Linked DNA regions of Mus musculus: region 1 is linked to region 2. Evidence: chromatin contacts called from public Hi-C data. All regions are on one chromosome and are shown on one strand. Each heading gives the region's core, a stretch centred on a gene start, on an enhancer-like site or on the middle of the called end of the contact. The rest is flanking DNA. Distances are from core to core; before and after follow the strand shown.

Region 1 (3,108 bases), core at 400-2,899, 370 kb after region 2:
CTACTGAATTACAGGCCCCTTGCTCGTGTGTTCTCAGAGGCAGCCTTTTGTCAGTACCACAGATCCCTACTATCGGAGCCTTTATTGAAAAGCTTGTCATCACTCTTTGTGTAGTAGAATAGAATGCTGTAGGAGACAAGACAGCACGAATCCTAAGACATGGGTTTGCTGCCTGGGGCCTGGGTGATCCTCTTTGACCCACTGTGTACATCACTTTGATGTCGCCGATGCTGCTGCAAACCGCCCTCCCTACCGTGCTGTGGTCCACGCTAAAGCCACGCTGTCCTGCTAACCAGTTTTCTTTCTTTCCTCAGAATACCCTGGAGCAGTGCAGTGTGTGTTCGAAGCCCATCATGGAGCGGATCCTCCGTGCCACCGGGAAGGCCTACCACCCCCACTGCTTCACCTGCGTGATGTGCCACCGTAGCCTGGACGGCATCCCATTTACTGTGGATGCTTGCGGTCTCATTCACTGCATTGAGGACTTCCACAAGTAAGCAACCCCTCTGCCCTCTGACCTGCCGGTCCTCTTGACGTGGGCTCTTGCTGCCCACCACTGGCTGTGCTTCTTTCTGAGCTATGTACTCTGGGGTTTAGGGAGATGTTCCAAGAGTGATCTCTGGCGCATGGATGGATGTAGGAAGTCCCTGTTGTCCTCCCATACTCTCTCTATTCAGAGCTTCTCTACAGTTGATCAAGACATCCCTGTGAAGCTGTAGATATGGAGGAGTTGATTCAGGGAGATGAGAGGTGTGGCCATTGGCACGTTGCACAACTCCCAGCTCTTCAATTTAGTTATTACACCAAAACTTGTCCTAACTGTGACAACCTCTCCAGGTTTGTCACTGTACAGTTAGGAGCTGCTGGTACACAGATACAGAGACCAATTCCATCCCACAGTTCCAGTGTGAGAGGCAGTCGAATGCTATAGTCAACATATCCATGTCCTCCCTCACCCTTCTCCCCAACCAAGGCCTTATGTGCCTCCATGTGTTTCCTGATGACTTCAGTTGTGCCACATTTTGAGAAGGATCCTAAAAGCATATGACGTGTCTTCATGTCTCTGATTTCACAGCCCCTCTCTTCCATCACAACTGCAGGGTTTAGGAAAATGGCAGTTTTGCATTTTTCTTCATGTGCTTGTTAGCTGGCTAACCAGCTCATCCTACCAGTGTGCATGTTTATTATGGTCAATGTGGGAAGCTTCAGGTACGGCCCGTGAGAGGTAGTACAGGCTCCCTTGCTGGGCAGATGCTCTGTGAGTGGTTTGTAAGGCTCCCAAGGTTGAAGCACATTGCTTACCACTTTGGGCTCCGCTCTGAGGCTCAAGACGGGCTGTGGGTTTCTTTCCCCACTGTTGATTGTCAACGTCCAGAAGGTACTTTCCACAAGCAGTGTTGGGACCTGAGACTCATATTTTAAAAATGAATTTCCTGACCACTCTCCTAAGTAGCAGTGAAAGCAAAAACCTCACCAAAAGACGCGAGGTTGAATGAACTAAAAAAAAAAAAAAAAAGCCCAGAAGCAGAAATTTCAACTTGAATTGGACAAGAAAAGGCTCATTTTTAAAGGGCAGTCACAGCATAAATTGTACTTCACATTATTGCTATTTTTAGCTTGTAATTACACATGAAAAAAAAAACCTGCATCTATTTAAGGGAAGTGAAAAGAAGCCAGCTCGGAGTGTTTTTCTGTCACTGTTCTCTCCTCTCTGAGACTCCGCTGATCCAAGAAAGACAGATAGCTGTAAGCAGAGCACACATGTTTGTGTTGCTGGAAGAGCCTGAGATGTTACACCCCTCAATTAAAAGGGGAAATCAGTTCTGACAAATGTAAATTTATATCGCTGCCATTTTTCTTTCTTTCTAGTGGTGGGGAGCATAATTAGAGACTTGTAACCAGTGACATAAGCGTGTGGGTCTGAACACACACTCCTGCACAGCAGACCGGAGTGACTGAAGGGGGAAAGAAGGCTACACATCTCAAGCCCCACTCCTCCCCTTTCAGTGCACATGAAAAACAAGGGTTTTTTGTTTTTGTTTTTGTTTTTTAAATAATGTCTGCACAATTGGAAGTTATGGAGGCAGGTGGATACTGCCCTTCTATGGAAGAGAAAAAAAAAAAAACATTCCAGAATGCTTGTTGCTTAGCTTTGAAAGTACTAGAACACAGAGTGGGTAGTCTTTAATCATAGGGTGCTAGCCTTCCATCATGAGGTGATAGCCTCCCATCATGAGGTGGCAGCTTTCCGCTATGGGGTGCTAGCCCCATCAAGGAAACCATGGGGTGCTAGCCATCCAGCATAGGGTGCTAGCCTACCACCATAGGGTGCTAGCCTTCCATCATGAGGTGCTAGCTGTCTACCATGGGAGAGTTACTTCATGGTCAGGGAGACCAACACAGGGGCAGAGCCTGCTTCTCTACTTTGGAAAGCTTCATTTTGGTTGTCCTGAGTGGGTTTCTCCTGTGAGCTTTCAGGATACACATTTCAGCTTGGTTCTGCTGGCATTTCCCTCTACATGCCAGTAGTAGCTGTGTTGAGTGCTGAAGGAGAAGCAGGACAGAGAGAGCTGGGTAAAGGTCCATGTCAGTGCTGGGCCTGTGGGAGGAGGCAGGGTGTGTGGGTATAACCAGGATACAGGGCAGAAGGAGCAGCACCCAGAGGAGAGCTGCTCTATCCTCCTCAGAATTGATCATTTGGCTCAGGGATCCGGGCAGGCCTCATGCAAGCAGGAGTAGAAGTATACTATGTAAGAAACAAGGGGGTTCTTGATAGAGGAGATAAAGGTTGCCTATGGAAAAGCCTCTCAAATGTCATCTCAGAGCTTCACACTTGAAGGACAGAATTGTGAGGTTTGCCTAATGAGCCATTTGGTTAAGGTTGGCTCATGTCTATAGCCAGGGAATTGAACTCTTTCACAGACCTGATCACCAGTAGCTACTAAGAACTCTGTAGTTAATGTGATTAACTTAGGTCCTGTACACAGTATGTGGAGGTGGCCAGTGGGTACACACACACACACACACACACACACACACACACCATACACACATACATACATACACAGTCTCCTCATTTTACCTATATAACTGTATTCAAAGCTGAAC
Region 2 (3,238 bases), core at 167-2,666:
GGTGTTTGTCCATCAATAAATAACATTCTCATAATAAAAAATAAGATATTTCTACCCTTTCAAGTTATTACTAAGATGGGCTTTGTTGTCTCATGCTTATTTTTGTTAGGATACAAACAAAAGTATTAAAAAATTAAAAGCAATTAAAACGCACCTCACATGCTAGTAAAATTCCATGGCCTATGTAATGGGTCCAGCCGACTTGTAAACAGATCACTACAGCGTGCCTTTAAGACAAGTTTGAGCATGCTGCTCAGGGAACACGGAGGAATGAGCAGCAATTAGCCTGGAGACCTGAACACTTATTGGTATGTTTAAGAGGAGAGATTCCAGATAAGCACCGAGGAGACACCTGAGCTTTATTAGGGATTATATAGTTTACTTTTCTCATTATCACTTTCTCTTCCCGTTGGAACGGCAAAACCTTTGTGAATTAGGCACACAGCCTCTTAGGTATATTCAGGTTTCCACTTTCAGAAGTAGATTTCCTGAATGCAGACAAACTCAGGTTATTCTCTGTCCCTTATTTCTAGTTATACACATTCACATACATGTACACATACAAGTTGTACACATTCACATACATGTACACATACAAGTCTGTTGTTTGCATCAGAGACTTAGAAGAAGCCGCCCCGGGACCACATTTTTATGTGTGCATAGGGCAGTGCATAGGCGAGCAATGTCGTCCATCATAGAGGATAAAATGCTATGGGAGCGATTCAAAGTAAAAACCATTTGTTATTTTAGAACTGGGGAAACTGCGATGCTGTTTTCTTGCTCTCTGTATCAGGCGGAGCCATTGCTGTTGGATGTGATTTAGTGCAAAATGTCAGGGAGCTCTGTTTTCCCTGTGATCTTTCCCAAGGTTGTTGGGAGAGAAAGACTGTTTACTCCCAGGCCCAAGAGTTGTCTTTTATCTAGTCTGCCTGGTTATCATCCACCAAGCAATTATGTTACTGACTAGCTTAGTGAAACCTACCACTCTGAGTTTTCTTTGCTTGTAGGGCATTTGGGTTTGCTCCCTGCCTCCTAACTGCTCTGCTAAGTTGGGTAAGCACTTTCACCTTCTCTAAATCTGTAGAGGTTTTCTTCATGTTACGTTCCAATTAGAAGAAACACATTAGTTCCTGATGTGTGTAGGGACTCTCAGTGACCTCTTATGTCTCTCTAGCTTATCTTGTCTGCTGTCAACTATCTTTTCTTTCCCTATGACTACTAAGACAACATAAGGGCAGCTAGGCTTGTCCACCCTATCCTAGCTTTCTCGGGAGCCCTGGACCTCATTCTCCTTGGTGTTGTTTCCCCACAGCTCCTTTTTCCGGTGATACTGTGAATTTGAAGGGACTGTGTGTTATGGGGCCTGTCTCTATTCTGTGCCCCCTCTGATGACAGTGACTCACTCACAGTTACTCACTGAGACCACTGAGACCTGATGCTTCTCCTTTTTCGTTACTGCTCGGTTCCTTTAGTGTGTCGTCGTCCCCCCACCCCCCCCTCGCCACAGTGTTGCCAGGGGCAGCAAGCACATTGTTACATTGTTGCTTTCTGTAGGAGTACCTTTGTGCCAGGCAGGTCAAGAGTCTGTCTGGACTCTTTCTCTACCTCTCCTTACTCTTACCTCCTCATCTGGGGTGTGGTGGGGGTGGGGGTACTTAGGAATTCCTAGTAACTAGAACATGGTCTTACCGGAATCCTCAGTTGACTCAGCTATAGTTTTGGGGAATTGTGGGACATGAGAATTGGACAGAATTTTGGAAATAAAGTAATTTTAGTTTACAGATAAGGAGATGTATTGAAGCTGGAAGATGTGCAAGGGCTAATGTCAGAGCGCTCTGTGACGGAGGGAGCGATTGCTGCCGAGTGTGCTGTGTCTACGTCTAGTGCTGTTTCAAGTATTTCCAGTGTCTTTGAGAGAGCCTATATAAAGGGTTGGCATTTCTGTGGAGTTGTTCTCCTTGCTCCCTCTGAGCAATGCCAGCTGTCCATGTAGGGAGAGGGGCTTGAAGCCAGTATTCTTCCAAAGCTGTCTCTCTCTCCAGAGAAAGAAGTTCAGTTGAATACATGACATTTTCAGCCCATGGCAGACCCTGCTTTGCCCTTGCTGCTCTGGGTAGCCTGATGCTTCAGAACATGATTGAGTTCGCTGCTTCCCTAGCAATTGTGTGTAATTTTCAGCCCGCCTCCTTCTTCGGTGCTGCCTGCCCACGCTTCCGTCACATGCTGCAGCGTACCTGCTTTGTAATTACGCTGCTAGGGACTTACCTCCACAGCGTGGAAAAGGTTTGCCTAACGTGCTTATTTACTTGCACACAGTAAGTCTTGATTGATACCTTGGTAATCACTGAGATTAATCTGAGACTTCCTCCCACAATGGGGAGGGTCAGAGAATTAGGAAACAGGTGTCAAGGAAAGGGAGAAAAGAGAGTTGTGCTTCCTCTGATGAGCTGAGAGGAAAATTATAGATGATTTGTGATCTCCAGACCTAACTTTACTTGTTTTTTTAAATAGTTATCTTGTCAGGATTTCTTCAAAATTCATGTAAGCAGATTCACGTATAGAATCCCCTCCCCCATTCAACTGTGGCACAGTCAGACAAGGACATTCGCTCCCTAAGTGTAAAAGTTGCATTGCAGCCTCCTGTCTGAGCTGGAAGCTGGTTCTGAACTATGAAGGTCAAGCAACCTCCAGCCAAATACTGCTCTGTAGTACAGGGTGAACGGCTATACCTGAGACATCTAAGCACATCCTTACATTTAAAAAGGTAACAATAGTTCTGGGATCAGCCCACCAAGCACAGTGCTCTGTGTTCAGATCCTGGCATGGGAGGCAGTTGAAAAGGAGAAGGAAGGAGGGAAGAAAAGCCTCTTTGAATTGCATTGAAAATTCCTTATTCAAGTCAAAATGACCATCACCAAACACAAAGAACTAACACTGGTAAGGATACAGGTGAAGAGGAGCCGTTTCACATAAGTACCACTGGCTCATGAAAATCTCTTCAAAAGCCATAGAACTTGCGTATGGCCAAGCTGCACGATGCTGTGTATAGACCTGACCTCTTCTCGCTCTGCCTACAGCAGAGAGACAGCTCCGTACTCAGTCATTACAGTTCAGTTCACACTTAGGCAAGTTATAGAGTCAGTCTCTATGCTACCCAATGAAAGATGGGAAAGGACTGTAACATATGCATACAGTGGGGTTTCATTAGGCTACAAAGACCAAAGATTATTTCTAGGAA

What was found. A called contact is a pair of places that touch in the nucleus more often than the background predicts.
Region 1: a contact with region 2 is called in a Hi-C map of bone marrow-derived macrophages, with 19 read pairs. The contact joins two enhancer-like sites.

What each region holds. Positions count from the first base shown.
Region 1 is chr16:24,971,517-24,974,624 of GRCm38.p6, forward strand. It overlaps Lpp (LIM domain containing preferred translocation partner in lipoma), which reads left to right. Exons shown (of 13, transcript NM_178665.5): 11 at 315-493. Among named protein-coding and RNA genes, the nearest start is that of Gm52245, 32 kb to the left of the region's middle. Within about 2 kb of position 1,650, at least 51 of the 459 cell types and tissues checked have an H3K27ac peak or open chromatin away from gene starts, as enhancers often do. A contact at or near this core is called in bone marrow-derived macrophages, where this site is marked.
Region 2 is chr16:24,598,530-24,601,767 of GRCm38.p6, forward strand. All of the region lies in intron 4 of Lpp (LIM domain containing preferred translocation partner in lipoma), which reads left to right. Among named protein-coding and RNA genes, the nearest start is that of Gm24440, 190 kb to the left of the region's middle. Within about 2 kb of position 1,417, at least 56 of the 459 cell types and tissues checked have an H3K27ac peak or open chromatin away from gene starts, as enhancers often do. A contact at or near this core is called in bone marrow-derived macrophages, where this site is marked.